Regions from separate parts of the Mus musculus genome. Here region 2 is linked to region 1. The links are chromatin contacts, called in public Hi-C maps. All regions are on one chromosome and are shown on one strand. Each heading gives the region's core, a stretch centred on a gene start, on an enhancer-like site or on the middle of the called end of the contact. The rest is flanking DNA. Distances are from core to core; before and after follow the strand shown. Region 1 has its middle 19 kb from the start of Gm25702. Region 2 has its middle 65 kb from the start of 4930449C09Rik.

Region 1 (4,428 bases), core at 735-3,234:
ACCCTTAGGTAATTTTTTTTTCATCTTATAGCCAGCCTTGAAAACCATAGCTATATCTTTTATGATCTTGACCATTGCACAGCTTCAGAGGGACCACATAAGGCCACACAGTTCCACATGAGATTTATTGTCAAGATGACAGTGTAAAGAGAAGGGGGAAAGAGGGATGGAGGAAGGGAGGGAGAAGGGGAAGGGGAAGGGGAGGGAGAGGGAGAGAGGGAGAGGGGGAGGGGGAAGGAGAGGGAGAGAAGGAGAGGGAGAGGGATAGAGATAGAGATCAGGGGGCCTTTCTTTATATGTGGATGATGACATAATCACAGGTAAATCTGGGAGGTGAGCCAAATGGATTCTGGGAATAGGATGGCTGTTGCCTTGGCAACAGGTGTACTGGTCCCACCTACGTGATATCTCGGGTTTCTGAGATCCTGATACCAACAATATCACAGGCTGTGAGACTATTACACTATGAAAACATATGCAGAGCATTTATGGTAGCTCTTAAGACATAGCGCCCAGGAAATGCCATTTTATGAATTCTATGCTCTGAAAAGTAGTGTGGCTTTTACACTGCTTTTAAACTAATCTAACTGGACAAAGCAATGTTACTTTAATTTTAACTTGTATCCCTCTGACAAAAGGGAGAGTGTACTTTTCATTGTCTTTTATTTTTTATTTTCATTGTTTTATTTACATACCAAATGTTGCCCCCCTTCCCACATCCCCCTCCAAGAGTTCTTCACCCCAGCACCCCTCCCCTTTGCCTCTGAGAGGGTGTTGCCTACTTCACCCCTCACCTGGCTTCCCTCATCCCCTTTCCTTGGAACATCAATTCTCTACATGGTTAGTTACATCCTCTCCCACTGAGGCCAGACAAGGCAGTCCTCTGCTATATATGTACTATGGATCGTAGACCAGCCTATGTACGCTCTTTGATTGGTGGCTTAGTCTCTGGATGTTTGGGTGAGAACTTATACAAACATTTCATGGATTTGAAATTTATATTTATTTAGCTACCAAGGCTTTATGGGTTTACTTGATTGACTCTAAGCTGCTTTTTAATATATGAACCCATGGAGATGTTGTTAGTTGTGATAACTTAACCCCCCCCCCACCCACACACAGAATATAGTTTAGACTTAGAAAGTCTAAGATAATTTAAAACTTACAGGAGATCACAACTAGAAGGAAACAACATTAATGCACTAAGTTTTGATTTCCAGAGGCTAGCTGAAGTTTCAAAGCACTGAGGACCTCACTGTGGTCAGTCAGTTTCTTCCCTGGGTCATGTTTCACTCTTGCTTCTGCTACTTCATTAATCAGCCTTGCTATTCTACCTCAGAAGGGGAATAAAGGGACTTTTCTTATCACATTGTGGTTTGAACACACAAGGTTTACCTAGATGTTTCTCTTTTACATAGGTTCCCAGGGATAAGTCTGCGGAAGTCTATTCTAATAAGGCAGTTGAGATGGTCCCTTGTCACATGTGAAAACTCATGTCCACCAAGTCTTACATTCCCTCCCTGCTGTCTCCAGGACAGAGATCTGCAATGCTACCATCAATGATAGGAGAAGAACGGCGCTGAGACTGAAAGCCTAGAATAAAGTCGGGCTCAAGTTTAAAGACTGTACTTTGGAGTTAGAATGGCTGGGATTCAAGTCCTGGTCTGTCTTGCTCTAAGCTCTTTGTCCTCCAGGGCTGCAGGCAGGCACAAGTCCGGCTCACTATCTTTACTTTCCATTTTACAAGGATGTTGTGAGGAATCTGTAGCTTTAGATAAACCTACCATTTATCTATAAACAAAGAAACAGACATTCTACAGAAAATCCAGAGCAATTTCTGTGCACCAGGCACAGAGTCACACATGAGAAGAGAGGCTGATCTTTCTCTGTTGAAAAGCTGGTTGAAGGGGTAGGAGACCAGTGATGTAATTGTGCTGCTTACTCCTTGTGATGGGGGAAGAACAATGAACTGTGACAATGGATGGGAAATGGGAAGTCAGTGGGGCCTGACCTTTCAAGAATAGGACCCAGGGAGGAAATTGAGTATCCTCTGTGCTGCTGAGTCGCTAAATCTTTTAATAGAGCCATATTCTAGGAAAGAGCATTAGAGTGGGGAAGTTCAACTGGGACCCTGAAGCATTTCAGCAGTAGGTTTGGAAAGCAGTGATTCTTTGCTTTTGTGGCAGATTGTGACAGCACAGGCTGCACGATCTATCTCTTCTCCTTGGAAGGCTTTTCCTCTTTCTCTTGCCATCGCCATATAGTCACGTGTAACATTAAGAATTTACTACACACTGGACACAGGAAGGTAGCACTCTAAATTGATTCATTCACTGAAGATACACTTACTCTGTACTGACTGCATCCCAGGCATTGTTCAGTTGAGGATGCAGCAGAGAGAACAAAGAGAGAAATAGAAGGGAGAGAGATGATAGATAGATATGTGGATGATTGATGAGTATTTCTATTATCGTTGTGTGTATTGCTCAGAAACTCAAACTGTCACATGTATAAATAAGTAAATAAGATAAAACATTACACTTATTAATGCTTTCTTTTATATTAAGACAAAGATCAACGATGTGTTACATGATCACAGAGGACACCATTGCATTTATGCATTACAATTCATTTAACCACTGCCTTACTGTTGGAGAGGGAAAAGAAAATTTTCTTTTGTTTGTTTCTTGTCACCATAGACCATGCTGTATTCAATATGCCTATATTTCTTTGCACACACTGGGGTCTTTATTGTCACATGACATGCCATCATTTGTATTCCACAAGTCCTGGCCCTGAAAAGGAGTTATATTTATTTCCCATTGAAGGCTTAAATGGCTTCTTTGCATTTTGAACTATCTCTGTATACTCCCAGATGTAACAACTACTTTTAAAAAACGTAATTTATTTAAGACAACACTTCATTTACATATCTGTTTGACATGCTTAGAGTTCTAAGGGGCAAAGTGCTTTCCCCTGCCCTAGAGCCTGTTTATTCAATATCACTGACTTCATTGCTACCATCAGCAGTATCAGAATGTAAATCTATCTGACAATTCTTGTGGAGTTTTTGCTACTATATTGTAGATAACTGCATCTTATACTATGTCTGGTTGCTCTTGGGATGTAGGAAAATCTTCAATCTCACTGGAGCCTCTTATTTTGACAGTAGAACACTTTAGTGGATATTTTGAAGGTTTCTGGTTATACGAACATAGTTGTGATCTAGGCCAATAGTGCTAATCTTGCCCCTTTTCCTTTGAGCTTTGCATTTTGTTCTTCTGCCAATGATGTCCTTATCAGAGATAAGCAGTTGGGCAGAGTAGCACCGAATTAGTGTAACTGTGGGAAGGTTGTGAAGTCCAGCTTGAGTCCATTTGGAACTTGGAATGGGGTGGGGGGAGATAGCATTTCTCCTAAGGCTTTAAGAATTTGGAGATAAATAGTCCAACAATTTGGAAAGTCTGCATGTCTAAAAAAGTGTTCCACATGCAAAACAACTTTGGCAAGAGATGAGACACCTTTACTTGGTGTTCCCCTCTCTGTTATGGCTTTGTATAATTTTGTCATTAGGCTTCCACATGGTCCTGCAGCCATTTTTTTCCCCATCCATCAGTGTTTTAACCATCATCTGCTCAACTGGCCACTGACCTCCCTGAGGGTAGGAACTGTTTTCTTACTCTCTATGTCTGGAGTTGCTAGAAGAATGCCTGGAAAACCACTGGCCCTTAACAAATGCCTGCTAAACAAGCTACTAGATTTCCAAGTGTACAAATGGATGCATGCATATCTATTCATTTTTGTTGCATGTTGAACAAATGACCAGGTAGTCATGCCTCCAGCTTCACACAGAAGCACTAAATGAGGCTAAAGCCCAACTTCTCCTTCCCTGGGTTCAGAATTGAGGCAAATGCGGGTAGAATGAGCTGGCTCAGTTCCTCTGTTTCTTTGTGGGATTGATGATATGGTAGAAACATGATTGAGCAAGAATACTTCCTTCACATAATTCTCAGGAACTGTGGGTCTAGAGGTCGAGTCAAATATGGACGATTTCTTAATTATCTTACTTGTAGATCTTACTTGCTAATACCTGTGAATATCTGTTGGTTTTTAGCAGGAATAGATCATCAGCATGGAAACAGTAGGTCTGAAAAGACATTCTCTCTTGCTGTTTGTGAAGATTACTGGATAATGATTTTGCCAGTACCTATATTTTTGATCTCTCTCTCTCTCTCATATATCTGTCTCCATCTCTCTCTCTTTCTCTCTCTCCTTATCTTTCTATCTCTCTATCATCTATCTAGTTATTTTTATCAGTCAACCTATCATTTATCTACTTATCTTCATCTATCATCTATCTATCTATCTATCTATCTATCTATCTATCTATCTATCTATCTATCTATCTATCATCCACCTGTCTGTCTC
Region 2 (4,428 bases), core at 1,271-3,770, 150 kb before region 1:
GTTCATGTGTATGTACGCATGTGCATGTGTGTACCTGTATGTGTCTCTGTGTGTACATGTGCATGTGAGCATAGGAAGAGAAGAGTTATTGTATCCCCTGGAGATGATGTTACAAGAAGCAGTTGTGAGCCACATGACCTGGGTACTTAGAACTGAACTCAGACCACCCTTACTGCTTCATCTCTCCAATGTCTTCAGTAAATAGTATTAAGGCCAGCATGTTAGTATGAGCAAGGGATGTGAAAGACCCATGACAGTGCCTGGCTTTGTAGCTGGGCTCTGACTTACCAGCTTTTTGACCTTGGAAGTTCATTTAACCTATTGAGCATCAGTTTCCTCTGCTGTGAACTATGGGGTAATGACAGCTGTCTTACCAGGATTGTATGACAAACCGGAACTAGTTGCATCTAACATTGTGCACACTTTACTGATGACAGTTTTGGGTCTGAGACATTTGCTATCTTGCTCAAGATCACAACATAAGTGAACAGTAGACTTGAGGTTGAATCTTGATGTTCAAATTGCAAGAATGGTGCCTTTTCTATTTCTTTCAAATTCACTTTTAAAACTGAACTGATCAATGCATGTCTTCTCCTAAGATACGCATCAGTACGTTCCCTTGTTCTAGTACCAGTATCTGATAGCTTTAGACTCCCTGGAGTCTATGTATTCTGAACTTTCATGATGTCTAAACCCATCACAACAGAGTGACATTTTCTTTCACGTAGTACCCAGCTATCACAGAGCAGAGTCCATGCAAACCGCCTGCCAACAATTTGATATTGAACAGTCTGGATTTGAGAAAAGTGTGGGACTGTGGCATGCCAGCTCTTGAATGTCTCCCTTTGGTCTTCCTGACTTTTCCTTTTCTCCCAGCAATTCACCCTTTGAAACTCTATGTTCTTGATGTTGAAGGGATGGCAAGTTTAGCTATCATCTGACCTGGAAAGATGACCCTTAGGCAGAAAGATGACCTCAGGAAGATTAGGGAAATAGCTGTCTCCCACTGTGGACTCAGACTATTAGACATGAAAACCCATTGTTTCCCACCAATCCCAGACCCCCCTTGAGAAGAGCCACGTGTGTGTAATCATAGGTTCTCATATTAATTCCCCTGGGACCACAACATTCCCAGTTGGTGTACACGTAGTGCCACTACATCCTTGGACTGACAGGTACTTTGGTTCCATTTTCTGGTCTAATTCTCTGGCTGATATTTGGGTCCATCTTTCTACGATCCTCTCAACTGTTCTAACGACACAAAGTTCCATTTTGGGAGTTGTACCAGGCCACCTTGGGAAAACAAAATCTGTCTCCATTTCTCAATTGCCATTTGAGGGTCCAGCGGAAAGAACACAAATTTGAACAAACAGTATTTCATTGTATATTCAACAGAGAAACACACTCTTGTATGTCAACATTACGAGGAAGGCTGAGGATAGCTTTATAGTTTCTCTGAGGAAACGATCGTTCAGTTGGTACAAACGCTTATAGGACTTTTTATCTTACTCTTCATAGCCACTGGTCCCTGAAGAGAAGCTCTTTTATCACACTGGATTTCTCTGTTTCCCACTTGAGAACCTTAACCCCTTGGAGTAGGATCTATGCGCTTTGTAATCCAGAAGTTTTTATTCGGATACCATACTCATTTCTATCCTGGCACATGTTAGCAAGAGAAGAGTAAAAATTGTTAATTCATGGGAGAAAATAACAGCATTAATGAATGTATAGATTTACAAAGACACACATATACCATACTCATTTCTATCCTGGTACATGTTAGCAAGAGAAGAGTAAAAATTGTTAATTCATGGAGAAAATAACAACATTAATGAATGTATAGATTTACAAAGACACACATATACCATACTCATTTCTATCCTGGTACATGTTAGCAAGAGAAGAGTAAAAATTGTTAATTCATGGAGAAAATAACAGCATTAATGAATGTATAGATTTACAAAGACACACATATACCATACTCATTTCTATCCTGGTACATGTTAGCAAGAGAAGAGTAAAAATTGTTAATTCATGGGAGAAAATAACAGCATTAACGAATGTATAGATTTACAAAGGCACACATCATTGGATTGCTTTTGAACCCCATTCTCACTCCCCAGTCCTGTGCACCTAGGAGATACAGCATATAGCTTAGGTTGTTATGTATGCAAGGGGATTTAGAAGAGATCCTTTGGAGGAATGTCATATTTTAAAGATGGAGCTACTTTAAAAAAAAAAAGAGTCTCTCTGACCTTGAGTAAGCAACTTTATACACCATCTTACATGGCTGGTTTTAAATTGTCTGTTAGAGGCCACAATGGTAGCTGTTCTGCCAGGCCCTGAGACTGTTCAAGGGATGAAGCGAGATAATGCAGGTGAAGTCTTAAGTACTGGCTTAAGGGCAGCTGTGTGCGTAGTGTTTGAAAAATGTGCGCACTGGGAGCAGGAGGCTTGATTTCAAGCCTCCAGGCTGCACATCTTGAAGCTGAACTATGTTCAGGGTGAATCAAACAATTCCAAATACTGGCAGCAGGGGGCGCTCTTGCACTTTCCTTAGATTGTCCTAATCGGCTAAGAGGAGGAAACAACTTTTTGTCTCCATTTTCTAATTTAGTTCTTGGGTCCATTTGGGTGTGGAGGACAACATTGTGTCCGTTCACTGGGATGGTCCAGCCCATGAATTTCCAAAATGGCAGCAGTCTGATCTAGATTGATTTTGTTTTTATCTGTGCTTTGTGTAGGTGCCACAGACAATCTGGGTCCCTGGTCTGGCATGTAGGACAGATAGGTGCTGACCCTGTGACCTAAATTTCACAAGAAGAGTCCAGGTCAACAAAGAGTTTGATAGTTCGAGGGGCCAAACTGTCTTCTGGCTTGTTCATGATCGACCTGTGGTAGCATGGTGTGTAGCAGTAGCGGGGATATTCTGCTGTACTGTCAGGAATGAAGATGAGATGTGGAATGTGGGTCCTAGGGGGTACATCTTAAAAGCCCTAGCTAGTGTGGATGGGTCGTTATGGGACGGCATCAATGAGTAAATGAGTCCATGTTGCATCATTGCCATCTTATCATGGACACTGGAAGCCTTGAAGATAAATGAGAAAGGTGTGAGACACATATGGCATATATGGGTTTACAGAAACTCAGCTCAGGCCTCACACTCTGGTATGCTTTGTGCTGGTCTTTGATGTGTGTGTGTGTGTCAGAGTGGGGGTTAGGGGTTTCTACACCATACCCCTTTTGTTGATACTGACAATATAAAACCAAGAGGACAGTATAAGTAATTTTCCCAATGCAACTGACCAAGTTTTTTAAAAATGTGTATCATATACATATGTGTCTATATATGGCATATATGTATATATCATATATAAAATATATTTTAGACATAGTGCCAAAAGTGTGTGTGTATATACATACATATATATATATATATATATATATATATATACACATGTATATATATGTATATACACACACACACACACACACACACACATATATATATATATATATATATATATATATTCATTCAATTCTTGGATTGCAACCAATTAAGCCATTAAAGCGAGGTAAGTTGTTCCTTTAATCTGTGAATTTCATGTGAGTTTTACTAATGTCCCAATCACAAATCATGCCAAAATGAGGAGCTGAGTCCCACATTAAACTTGAGTTTCGTTAGCCTCCTTAAGCTCAGAAAAGCTTCCTGTCTTTTGCGACAATACTACCTTGGAAGGACACAGATTGAGGTATGTTGTAGACTCTTCCTCAAGCCAGTTTTCCCCACGATGCCTTGTGATCAGATTCAACTCCCGCATTTCTAGCCCCAGCATCGTGGAAGGGCTACTGTGTCTTTTCAAGCACTATGGTGGATACACATAATGCCAGCTTCCCTCATTACTGGTGATGTGAGCTATTTGCCTAAGGTCCTTTCTGCCAGGCTTCTCTGCTGCCAAGGCTCTGAATTTCCCTTTGTAGCTAATGCGTAGCCCTATTGGCAGACTCTTCCCGTGGCTGACTTCTGCCTCCCGTCACACAGCAGTACCTTGTTTGTTCTCACCTTGATGTTTCTTATATGCATTGATGATGGTGAACAGCCCAGCAAGTGCGCCTGTTTCTTCCCTTCCTCCCACTTTTGTTCTCAGTTGTACATGGCAAGGAAAACCAATTCCTTCTTTCATATTTCTCCCAGAAAAAAAATCCTCTTTATAAGAGTTCACATCCTTGAGCACACATGATAGGAGCTGGTAGCCAGGCCTTAAAATTATGCTCTTTAGCCTTATGGACTAGTAGCATTTTTCACATTTGTGCAGTGTACCAGACAACACGTAAGTACTATGTCCTTTTGTTGCAAACAAGGAAACCGAGGCTCAGAAAACGCACCTCCTCACCACACATGCTTCCCTCAACATGATCAGGATTTGA

Evidence for each region. Hi-C and Micro-C count contacts between places; a contact is called where the count stands out from the background.
Region 2: a Hi-C map of bone marrow-derived macrophages shows a contact between it and region 1, with 5 times the contacts expected there. The contact joins two enhancer-like sites. A contact is called at or near these places in 10 of 484 Hi-C or Micro-C datasets (the Ba/F3 cell line, ECoMG myeloid progenitors, the G1E-ER4 cell line and 6 more) and 1 of 115 datasets of contacts at active chromatin or transcription factors (the HPC-7 cell line).

The regions. Positions count from the first base shown.
Region 1 is chr15:63,498,202-63,502,629 of GRCm38.p6, reverse strand. No RefSeq gene overlaps it. Among named protein-coding and RNA genes, the nearest start is that of Gm25702, 19 kb to the right of the region's middle. Within about 2 kb of position 1,984, at least 12 of the 459 cell types and tissues checked have an H3K27ac peak or open chromatin away from gene starts, as enhancers often do. A contact at or near this core is called in the Ba/F3 cell line, the G1E-ER4 cell line and bone marrow-derived macrophages, where this site is marked.
Region 2 is chr15:63,650,838-63,655,265 of GRCm38.p6, reverse strand. No RefSeq gene overlaps it. Among named protein-coding and RNA genes, the nearest start is that of 4930449C09Rik, 65 kb to the left of the region's middle. Within about 2 kb of position 2,520, at least 38 of the 459 cell types and tissues checked have an H3K27ac peak or open chromatin away from gene starts, as enhancers often do. A contact at or near this core is called in the Ba/F3 cell line, the G1E-ER4 cell line and bone marrow-derived macrophages, where this site is marked.